Linked DNA regions of Mus musculus: region 1 is linked to region 2. Evidence: chromatin contacts called from public HiCAR-type data. All regions are on one chromosome and are shown on one strand. Each heading gives the region's core, a stretch centred on a gene start, on an enhancer-like site or on the middle of the called end of the contact. The rest is flanking DNA. Distances are from core to core; before and after follow the strand shown.

Region 1 (5,816 bases), core at 951-3,450, 750 kb before region 2:
TCAGAACACAACTGTCAATCCACAGTGTTTCTGAGAAGCATGCCCCATTTTAATTAATAACTATTTTAGTTGTTCACAGATCAGGTATCTCATTTAATAAATCTTTATGGTCACCTCTTGTCAATTTAGCCTACTCTAGCTCTTTACTCAGAGAAGATTAAGTAATTTCTGACAGACTTTTTATGCCTAAAAGCTGTGTGCAAGTCATTTAAGTTTTTTTCTCTTTGCCACATGGCATGAAAGATACTGGTATATAAACTCTGTGAAATTCTTCTTCTTGAGCCCTTAGGAAAACACTGTACATTTCTCCACCCCCTAAAACTTGTTCTTTTGACTAGGCTGGCTTCAAAGCACTAGAATTCCAGTTGGGCTACCACACCCAGCTGTCTACCCTATTATTATTACTCCTTTATCTCTTGGAGGAGATAAAAAGCTAACAATCGAAGTAGCCTGATTAAAACAATTCTCTGATCTCATCCTTCTAAAACATAGCCTTTTGGGATAAGAGTGTTTTTCTTCTGCTTTTGTCTACATTCAGGAACATGTTGGTCAACATCTCTGGAATCGTTAGTTTCTAGATCTTAATGCTGTATTTCTTCTCAAACTCTTATTTGAGGAGATATCTTAAAAATAATCTCTTTCACAGCCATGAAGTCAACTGTCCAGGGCTTTTGCTACTATCTTCATTTTACTAATACCATGGCCTGTTAAGGTCATTTAAACATACTTCTAGGAGGGAAATCAAGGAAACTGGCGATGTATCTGTACTGCTGTGACAGAGTATAGGAGAAAGTGTTGACCAGAGAGAGTCACCTCAATTACCTCCCATAATCCTTTCTACTTCCTCTACATATCAGATTGCTAAACATATAAGGATTAAATCATACTTTATATATGAAGTTTTGTATTTGCTACAAAATGTAGTCTAAATTTTAAATCTAATTATTGCTCAATATAAAGTCTTGATTCAATTCTGTTACCTGAAAGCAAATTTCTGCTGGAAAAAAAAATGTCTGCCTGAATGAAGCATGTTTTCATGACATTTAACAAGTGTGGTACATTTATAAATTTATATGGGAATTGTATACGTCTCTTCTACTGTTCAAGGGAGACTGCTTCTGTGTCCATAGATTAACACTGGTAATCTTGTAAAATCCTGTTTTGATTTTTCACACTGTAATGGCAGCCTAGATTCAGAGATATTGTTACAAGGAAAGACTCAACGAGCACTGATAACTAATTGGATAAGGGGAGCCAAGACAAAACTGAGGGCACAGACTTGACACACAGGGGAAGGAAATGATAAGAAGGAACAGAGAGGACACAGCCGCATGTCCTGCTGCAGCTAATCGGAGCTGAGAAATGGCTGCCTCCCCTTTGTCTCTCAGACAATGCTGTCACTTTCCAGTTCATCTTACATCTGGCTCATGAGGGAATTTTAGCTTCAACTAAATTCACAATCTTTTCTTGGAAGGATGTTCTCGTGGCAATTGCAACCGCTTGCTAACTGTGGAAAATATAGGCCTTTCCTAACTTATAAGCATGTTTCCCATTCATGTGGATACATCCATACATCCATTTGCCATTTCCAATCAGTGGATGGGAGAAAACATAAATACAAATAGATAGATAGATAGATAGATAGATAGATAGATAGATAGATAGATAGATAGATAGATAGATAGGAAACAACTTTCTGCAGAAATTAACAGTTCCAGGCTGCTCATCTAACCTCAAAAGGGACTTGAGCTCCTGAGAGTGAGCCACACTACTATGTGGAAAACTAGGATTTCTCCGGATGTTAAGGTCATTGAAAGTTCAGGATAGTTTTTTGTTTGTTTGTTTGTTTTTTAAAAAAGATGGTCTAGCCCATAGTTTGGCTAGTAATAAACTTGGTCTAGTCCTCCTCTATAATTAAATTTTTGTTATTTTTTTTGAAAATGTAAAAAAAACAGGATGAGTCTGTTTTTGTGGTAATCCTTTGATGAGTTTCTAAAGAAATATTTTGAGGTTTTGAGGTTTTGTTCCCCTCCTTGGATAATGTGGACGATGAAGTGGAACACTGAGAACTTATGACTACGGATTGTGTGGTGTTTTGAAATGGGAAATTATATTTTTCTTTTGGCCCAAGGGTTGGGTTTTAGGAAGCCATTAAAGAATGTTGCTTTAAAGTGATGACCTTAGCACTAGGAAAATGGGTCATGCCCGGGGAGTGCCACTCAAGGACTATAAGATGTTGTGCAAATTTCTGAGGAGTCTGTCCTGTACTTAGAATCACAAACAGAGGTCAGCAGTTCTCACAGAGTTCTGCTTCCAGCTTTCCTTGCACTGTATTTAAGAGCCAGGAGAGGGGTGGGTATGAAACTATCAAGTAAACTTTGGCTTAGCGAGGGGGGAGGAAGCCTGGCAAACTTGAGTTTTCTACGCAGTAGCTATTTTATTATAAAGGAATCATCTAACTTGTGTGCACCTTAATCATCAGAGTGAGAGAACTCAATAACCACGATACTCATGCCTAGGAGCTTTAGAAAATGAAATGAGTTAACACAGCAAATATTACCCCTGTTTTATAGACACACATTTTCATTGTGGCTTTTTAATGAAAATGCAGTACATAATTAGAACTTCATCTGTTGTATGCAGCATGTTTTTTCACTTACTTATTTTAAGACAAAGTTCTAGTTGATAAAAAAAAAATTTAGAACTTTAAGACCAACTATTTGATATTGGCAAGTATCTAAATGAGACTTTGCCTGTCTTTGAATTACCCACAAAGTTTTCCTTGCATCTAGTGTGTTCCACCCATCTTAGAAGCAACTGGGTTGAAAGTCTGTTAGCATTAAAATGACTTTCTTTGAAGCTATTGTGAGGAGTAGCAGTCTAGGCTGGGATGTAAAGCCCTTTGTCACCTTGGTCAAGTTGTGACTGTCTGGGTTGTGAGGTTCAAGGGTCTATTGACTGGATGGAGAAATTAATTATAATTACAATAAGGCGTTCTTAGTTATGAATTCTGTGGAAATGTGGCATATGGATTTCGTAGAGTTTATGAAATATGAAAACCCATCAATCAACTTTTCGTTTGAATAAAGATACTATATTTTCACCTTTCAAATCAGAGACCTAGGCACCACCCTAGCTGAGGAAAGTGCTAATGAAAGTGAATGGTAAGAAGGCATCAGCATTACAAAGAAGGCTGACAGAGGGAGACAAGGAAGGGAGACTTTGAACAGAAAAGAACACACAAGCAGGCAGTTGGCTCTAAGGAAAAAAAAATCACTGAATATTAAATTATTCCAGTGACCTAGTCTTAATTTCTAATAGGAAGCTGCATGGTCAGGGTGGACCAGCTAAATATATAAGGTTGAAATGGAAATCAACTTCCCTACCAGCCAGCATCTAGGCTGTTCTTTGTCCACCTTGGCCATGACTTTCACCTTTAAAAGACTGGAACAAGAGAGGCCTAAGGATATAGAAGCAAAGCTCTCACATCATCACCAACACCAACAAAGGGAAAAAAAACAAATGAGCTTGGGAATTAGAGCTTCACTCATTTATGATCTCTGCCTTTCTAAGGTGGATAAAGGGAAGGTGATTTTCAAAGCACTTTTCAGCTCTCTTTCTTCCTTCCTTTTTCTTCCTTTAAGTATAAAAGATGTTAGTATATCTCGCCAGCGCTAGGTATTTATTCTTTCCTGAGTTTACTGCTCTCAGCATTCTGACAAGCTCCAAAAATAATGACCTGTGCCGTGTGTTGTTAAATGTTCAGTCAGACAGATAGATACAGATGGATGAGTGCTACGCTGCACAAAGGCAAGTCAGCATTATTTAATCAATGTTTGTTTGATCCGTGTAAAACAAGTATAAATGTAAGCTGCGTCCCATCTGTCCTATCATCCATGTGAAGCCAACCTCGTTTTTAAAACTTGATTTCTTATGTAATTGTCCCAGAGTGACACCGGATGATAAGTTGGGAGGGAAGGATGGCCATGCTTAGATGTGTCCTGGCTAAGACGCCTTCCTTTTGCATTCTGGACAGTCAGGCAGCCTTGTGTCATAGGACCTACCAACTGGTAGTTAGTTTGATTCCCTCGTCTAGGTTTGAATGTAAATGTCTCAGTTGCTCACACAGGTTTAACTAGGTTACTAAGCAACAGTTAGCACACTTCTTGTCAGTGAAGACCTTCAGCAGTCAGACTTACTTTCCTTCCATTTTGTCATCTGCCAAACTGGGAAGGAAGAGAAAGAGGGGGGTGGCAGGGAGAGAGAAACAGAGAGATAGAGAGAAAGAGAGAGGAACGAGTGAGCTGTCTCCTAACGGTTAAGAAAATTAAGTTATATTGGTTCTGAAACATAACGCCCTGGTATCCATTACAATTCTCCAGTTAGCTCCAGATTTTCTTCTCATAGGATATAGTTTCCTATTGGATGCAGCTTGTTCTTCCACTATTTAACTTTTTTAAAAACTTTTTAATTAAGCAATTAAGCCTGAATGTAATTTTGAAATCATAGTTGAGCTACCTACAAAACTCATCTTATATCCTCCACACAGTATTTAGTGTAGATTGCTTTTGCTTGAACTAAGACATTACACAAATAATGTTGAAAATTAGAAAATATGAGAAAAAAATCCTAAGGGATAAAAGGAGGTAAACATTGTAAACACACTGATACATGGAAACAATATAATAGTCAAGAAAAAAACAATTCAATCCTTCCTTCTGTGACATCACAAGTTATTTTGTCACTGTGATGGTGTTCACTAGCGTCTATTCCTCACTGTCATCCTTTGGATTGTACACATTGCCCTGACATTGGCTGTGGTATGTTATAAGGAAACAGGTAAAATCAGAAGTGTTCATTAAGACCGGAGCACATGGGTAGAGAGTGAAAAGCAGGGCATGCGCGCAACAAGCCGGGAAAAGGCCAGTCATCCGCAAGTGTGTGCATGGGTCCAGTCAGGAAAGACAAGGCAGGAGTACTCTAGGCAAATTCTGTTCACAGCACCAGAAGGAATATTGACCTAAAATAACTTGTAAACCCCAGCAGTGGAGAAAGAAATGGAAAAGTAAGAGTTCCCCGCTGCTCCAATATTAACAGAACTTCTGTGTTGATGCTTTTCATTTGTGTCAATGTTAGTGCTAGTTAATGACTCTCACGATATTGGCCAGTGTGCACTGTGCAGGTTATGTTAGTGTTTGGCTTCACAGATAAAATCATCTTTATGAAGTGTGGCTTTGGAATTTCTTTTTAAATCGTGGCTATTCCTGTGATAAATGCCTTGATAAATGCCTTTTTAATTTTTCAGTACTGATGTTGTGTGCACTGGTTTGTTGGTTTTCTTACAGTCAATTGACCCTGGCCAGCAGTTCACATGGGAACACTCAAACTTGGAAGTAAACAAACCAAAGAACAGATATGCAAATGTCATTGCATACGATCACTCCCGGGTTCTCTTATCAGCAATAGAAGGTAAGAAAATGCATACATTATTCAAATTGTTGTTTTCTCGATTTAAGTATTTGCATGAGAATGTAGTATTGACTGGACTGGCAGCCATCTATGAAAACATTGTCTACAACCCAGGCTCAATGTATTCGCACCTTTACTTTCTTACATAAATGAATCACTCACAAGAAAAGTTTGTCTCTGCTACAATCACAGACGCATCCCTCCATGAAGACTTGATCATTTACTGATGTTTCTATGTGGGGAGCAATGCCCATCTTACCTATGGTTGTTGATAGTTATGAGCAAACTGGCAATTTTACAAAGGGACCTGTGCACTAGTTATGTATTTTAAAATTAAGAACAGGGGC
Region 2 (5,304 bases), core at 532-3,031:
ATGAAAATTTGGCTGCCTGAAAGAGTAATACTATGTTGTACATGTTTCATGGTAGTGTTGTCCTTGAAACTGTTCTGATTTAGCTGCCTTCATCTCCTATTTCTTGTTCTTCACACCCTGCTTTTAGAGTCACCAGCTAGCTCAACCATGCATGCTTCTTCAGGGTTGTGAGCAGACCTTCTTTTTGTTCTTTACGTTCTACTCTTAGGAGGCCTATTAAATAGTCCCTGAGGAGCTATCTTCCTACCTACCAATAGTCGAGGGTATGCTAGATCAAATCTATTATATATTGTAAGTATCAGGATGTAGTGACAGTGACCGCAGGCTTGAACAGTGTCATATTTCTCTTGTATGTTTAGAATACTGGTGTTTACACCATGCCTGGCTCTTAGATAACTTCTTTTCTTTCTCTCTTTCTTCTTCTTCTTCTTCTTCTTCTTCTTCTTCTTCTTCTTCTTCTTCTTCTTCTTCTTCTTCTTCTTCTTCTTCTTCTTCTTCTTCTTCTTCTTCTTCTTCTTCTCCTTCTTCTCCTCCTCCTCCTCCTCCTCCTCCTCCTCCTCCTCCTCCTCCTCCTCCTCCTCCTCCTCCTTTCTTCCAGCCTGGGTCTGCTTCTGCCCTGGGGTGTCCAGGCACAGTTCCATACCAGGCAGGGCTGGAAGGAAAGAAGCTTATCCAGGCGGGTGGGATCAGAGGTTCACAGGATGTTGGCTGGCTTGAGTGCTGGGAAGTAAAAGCTTTTTCCAGATGGTTTTCAGTAAAACAGACACATGGGAGTTTTCAAGGTAAGTACATTATTAGCTAGTAGTGAGGTACTGCAAATGCTTCATTTGCATGAAGAGGAATTCCAGGTGCTTGCTAGACATGCCCTTATAGAAAATGAGGAAGTTAAATCTGTAATTTGCCCACCAGGCTTCATGACTACCTCAAGGGTGGCAGAACTGAAGGTTGTACAGACGAAATGCACTGGATCATGCAGCCCCAAAGCAAGGAGGGAAGAGTCCTAACTCCTGCTGGTCTCAGGACAAGATCTCTGGAGTTTGGGCTAGTCTTGCTAGTCACACTTGCTTTGACTTTTCTAGACACGTCTGTCTGGCCCTACTCCTTTTTATATCAACCTTTACACTGTGCAGTAAAGAATTAAAAATGTTAGAATTCTTCCCTTTTGCAAAGCATTATGCCAGTACTTCCATGAGCTGAATCACTTTATCCTCTTACTGATGAGACCACTGAGTATGAAACTCTGTGTCTAAGGGACTTCCTAAGTGATACCTCCATGCTGACTTGCCTGGGGCACTAAGTTATTGTGTTCACATGGTGAGTTTTTTTGTTTGTTTGTTTGTTTGGTTGGTTGGTTGGTTAGTTTTGGTTTTGTTTTTTTTTGTTTTTTGTTTTTTGGTTTTTTTTTTGGGGGGGGGGTTGTAACTAATGATTTGGATCTCTGATATCCACTAAAGGTCTCTGTGCTATAGGATTGGTCTGCAGTGGAGAGTACTGGTTCCATTGCAGAATATTTTCTCAAAAGAAATGGTAAGATTTTTTTTCCTGTCATGTGATGAGATAATAGTTCTCCTGAGCAGCTGCCCTCTCACTGCGTAATACACTAAGGTTCCACAGGCTCAGGATAACAGAGACAATCAGGCCCCTTACTGAGGAGCTGTTAGCAGTGGATAATTGCTGGAAGAGGAGTAATTGTTCTTTGCTTCTTTATGAAGAATGTGACCACTGGTGAGCTTCCTGTGCTCCAGGAAATGGCACCACACCCATAAACGTATGGGGAACTTTAACTGTTCTAGCGGGCTATCAAAGAAAAATAAAACAAAACCAAACTCTATGAGATTAACAGGGGATGTGTTGGAGAGACATGGTAGTTGAAAAGGAAAAAATGAGGCATGGATATCTTATTTTATTGTATACATGTATAAAATTATCCAAAACTTAAATAGACCAGTATCTCACAGAAACTTGTCAAGTATGAAATGCCTTTCACTAATGGACCGTGTATCCTTTTATCTTCAGCAACTCCTGCTTCCTGACTTCTCTTTTAGACACCTTATCTTGGTGTTGCTATTTCTTACAAAAAGAGGAGCCTCTGAATCCTTTTGCATGGCTTATTTCTTTATGATAGAACTTTGGTCTTTCTTGTCCTTCAACACCTCAGTCAAATATCCCCTCTGTCGTGAAGTGAAGCATTCGCTAAAGAGTCTTCTCTCATACCTTTATGAATACTCATACCCAACCATTAATTTTGAATTGATTTTTATTTCATTGAAACAGTTGCCTGGTAACTGATTATACATCTGCTCCACCCCATTTATTATGAAATCCTGAAGAAAAGGATTGACTTAGAGTTATATTCATGCTTGCCATTCTCAGCTTCTCAGGAAAGTACTTTTTGTTCAATAAGTATTTTGAGTTAGTACATAGAGGCCTGAACCACTGAGTGAGAACAAAGAGAAATTGCTTGTTTCTTTTGGTATCATTAGTATTTGTCAGTTGTTCTCAAATGTTAGAACTATCTCAGACAGAACTCATGGGAGATGCAAAGTCTCAGATTTGCCACATTTAGAACTAAATCAGAAGTCTTGATACTAAAGCCTACTTAGCTCTCCTTCAGTTAGCTCTCACATGTAGCTGAACCTGACCTACCTTTGAAGATTGTACTCAGCATAATATGTTGAAAGGATCATCTGACTGAAGCCACAGTCCAACCTTCTTTAATATGCTGTTGGGAAAGTCAGATACAATTTTAGAACATAATTTTTTTCCATTAAAAGTTAAGTCATCAGATGATGTAATTGCTTAGTTTCCTTCTCAACACTAAGATTCTCTATCCCTATAATTGTTTGTTAAAAAAAAAAGAAAGACAAACAGACAAACAAACAAACAACAACAACAAAAAGGAGATCTACTCCTTGGTTGCAGAGACAAGTGGAGCTAAGAGAAAACAAGAGACACAAATCTCCCAATTAGCACTCTTCAGTAATCATTGAAAACTGCCATGAAAAACAAGAAACTCTTGACCCATCACCCACCCTGGTCATCAGTGTTTTATAGGAACTCTATAGTGCACTTGGCCAACCAAATAATTCTTTAAGGGGAGTGGGTTGGACTTTTTTGACCCTTTTATGATCTAATTAAGGTGTGCAAATCAAACGTATTCTAGGCCAGCAGATCCACCCATGCATTCAACAATATGAGAAGTTAGAATTAGTGGTGATGATGAGTGTATATATATATATATATATATATATATATATATATATACATATATATGCATGTCTGTAGGGTACCCTTTCTATTCCCCAAGAATACTTTCTTCAGTTTCAAATTGCACAGTAATAGCTTAGCTTAGTGATGCAAATTAATTTAAACATTTCATACTTTGCAAGCACTGTCTAGAATAACAGCTAGTGTCAATGAAGAAAAATATGCTGTCAATGAGTAGGCACAGCAAACCACAGAAAATGTACATTGTTCCTTGGGATAGAGATATGTAGTAATATACCTATAGGTATTTTAACAATAATGTGTAGTTGTATGTAAAGCACAAGAGTGACTTTATCATTATGATGGCCGCTACTCACAGAATACTTCCAAAAATTGGGACAAATCCAACATCATTTACTTCATGGAAACAACCATCTTCAGGTATAAAAATACATTTTATTACCATTTCTTTCATTATATGTTTATTAGCAACTATTAAACTCCAGTGTTAAAATGCTTTCTTGCAATGCCATTTGGCTGAGACAACTTAAACATCTTTGGCTCACACAAACAAACTGAAATTTAAATCAGTACAAATGTTCATATCATAAGAAAGGAAATGTTTCCAATTAGCTAGTGCCAACCAGCCTCTAACAAGAATTTTTTTATGTTAATCAAGTATTTTGTCTTGCTTTCCCAAGCAACTCATGAGGTCCATCTTATACACACACACACACACACACACACACACACACTTGTGTAGTTCAGTGCAGCCCAAACCATGAGTGGCTTATTGCCTGGCTCATCTGTTGATCTCTTACTAAAAAAAAAAAAAAAAAATATGAAAAAAATTGATGTGGCTGTAATGCTGTTCTCAGTCTCTCTTTGAAGTGAACGGCATGATATAGACATTGTGATATAGACATCATTGTCAAAATACTGTGAATAAGTGACTGTTGAGTGTTTGGTCTTAAACAATTTACCTGTATCATCCACCTCTGCCAAGACCTACAAATCATTTTGAAAGAAGCAAAAGAAGAAACTATGAGAGCCAAGTGATTGAGAAGGAGGGCCGTACAAAACTGGTTTAAGAGTGCTGGCATGTCACTCATGCGCTCACAGAAGCTACAGTTCCCTCTGTCTGGCCTGCACAAGACTGAACCACGGACGTTCAGTCACGATGAAGCTAATGGTAGTTGATTACAATTAGGGAAAAGGAAGTCATTGTTTGAAGTGATGTAGGCACAGGTGAGGTACTCTTGCTCCAGTGGATTTCTCCATACTTGTGTTCAAAGTATGACCCTGGTTAAAAATGTGTGGTCACAGAGATAAAATGAGAGCAATACAAAAGCCATGGAAATAGGATGACTCAATGGGAGGACTGGGTTTCAGAGGAGGAAAGAGGAAGAAAGAAAGGAGCAATGAGTAGTGTCAAGAATATATTACACGCATATGTGAAATTGCCAAAGAATGAGGTAATTCATAAAATGCTTTTAATATGTCTGAATTTTCTTCTCAACAAATACCCTCCAATATATTGGAGTATCATTTGGTGGTCCTTCAAATAGGGTAAAAGTTAGAACTCTAACTCTAAATTACAACAGTGATAAAAATAATTTTTTATACATATAATTTGTGGGAACAAAGAAGTAATTAATTTAATCCTTAAATGGGAATGAAAATCAAAGATGAACATTGAATCAATATCAAAGTCTATTTACCAGTGGACAAACTTTTGAATTTAGTGTCCACCCACTGGAAGGGTGAGTGAAGGGGGACATATGTTCAGGGGAAGGGCTACCAACACCCCAGGCATGCCATCCAATAGAAATCCAGAGATGGCATTCTCAGAGTTCTTTGACTTGGGTTGCTTTAAGCAGCGAATTGTGCAGCCATGCTTAGAAATGTATGACAGAGAACTGCAAAATGCCTGTCAAAACCCTTGACAAGTGAAAGACAGGCAAATTGGGAGGGGGAGGCTCACTCTCCAATTTGCCAGCCTGCAAACACCTGTTACTGAGGGAGCAAGCTGAGACACATTGGCACATGTTGGCACCACCCGTGGGTTCATCAGCCCTCATGTATTAGTGCAAGCAG

What was found. HiCAR-type assays count read pairs that join an accessible place to other places.
Region 1: a HiCAR-type map of embryonic stem cells shows a contact between it and region 2, with 6 times the contacts expected there. The contact joins two enhancer-like sites. A contact is called at or near these places in 1 of 39 promoter capture datasets (second pharyngeal arch cranial neural crest), 1 of 484 Hi-C or Micro-C datasets (embryonic stem cells), 1 of 115 datasets of contacts at active chromatin or transcription factors (embryonic stem cells) and 1 of 9 other capture datasets (embryonic stem cells).

What each region holds. Positions count from the first base shown.
Region 1 is chr4:76,011,710-76,017,525 of GRCm38.p6, reverse strand. Ptprd (protein tyrosine phosphatase, receptor type, D) reads left to right here. Exons shown (of 40, transcript NM_011211.4): 30 at 5,346-5,469. Among named protein-coding and RNA genes, the nearest start is that of Gm46893, 320 kb to the left of the region's middle. Within about 2 kb of position 2,200, at least 9 of the 459 cell types and tissues checked have an H3K27ac peak or open chromatin away from gene starts, as enhancers often do. A contact at or near this core is called in embryonic stem cells, where this site is marked.
Region 2 is chr4:75,263,693-75,268,996 of GRCm38.p6, reverse strand. No RefSeq gene overlaps it. Among named protein-coding and RNA genes, the nearest start is that of Dmac1, 12 kb to the left of the region's middle. Within about 2 kb of position 1,781, at least 34 of the 459 cell types and tissues checked have an H3K27ac peak or open chromatin away from gene starts, as enhancers often do. A contact at or near this core is called in embryonic stem cells, where this site is marked.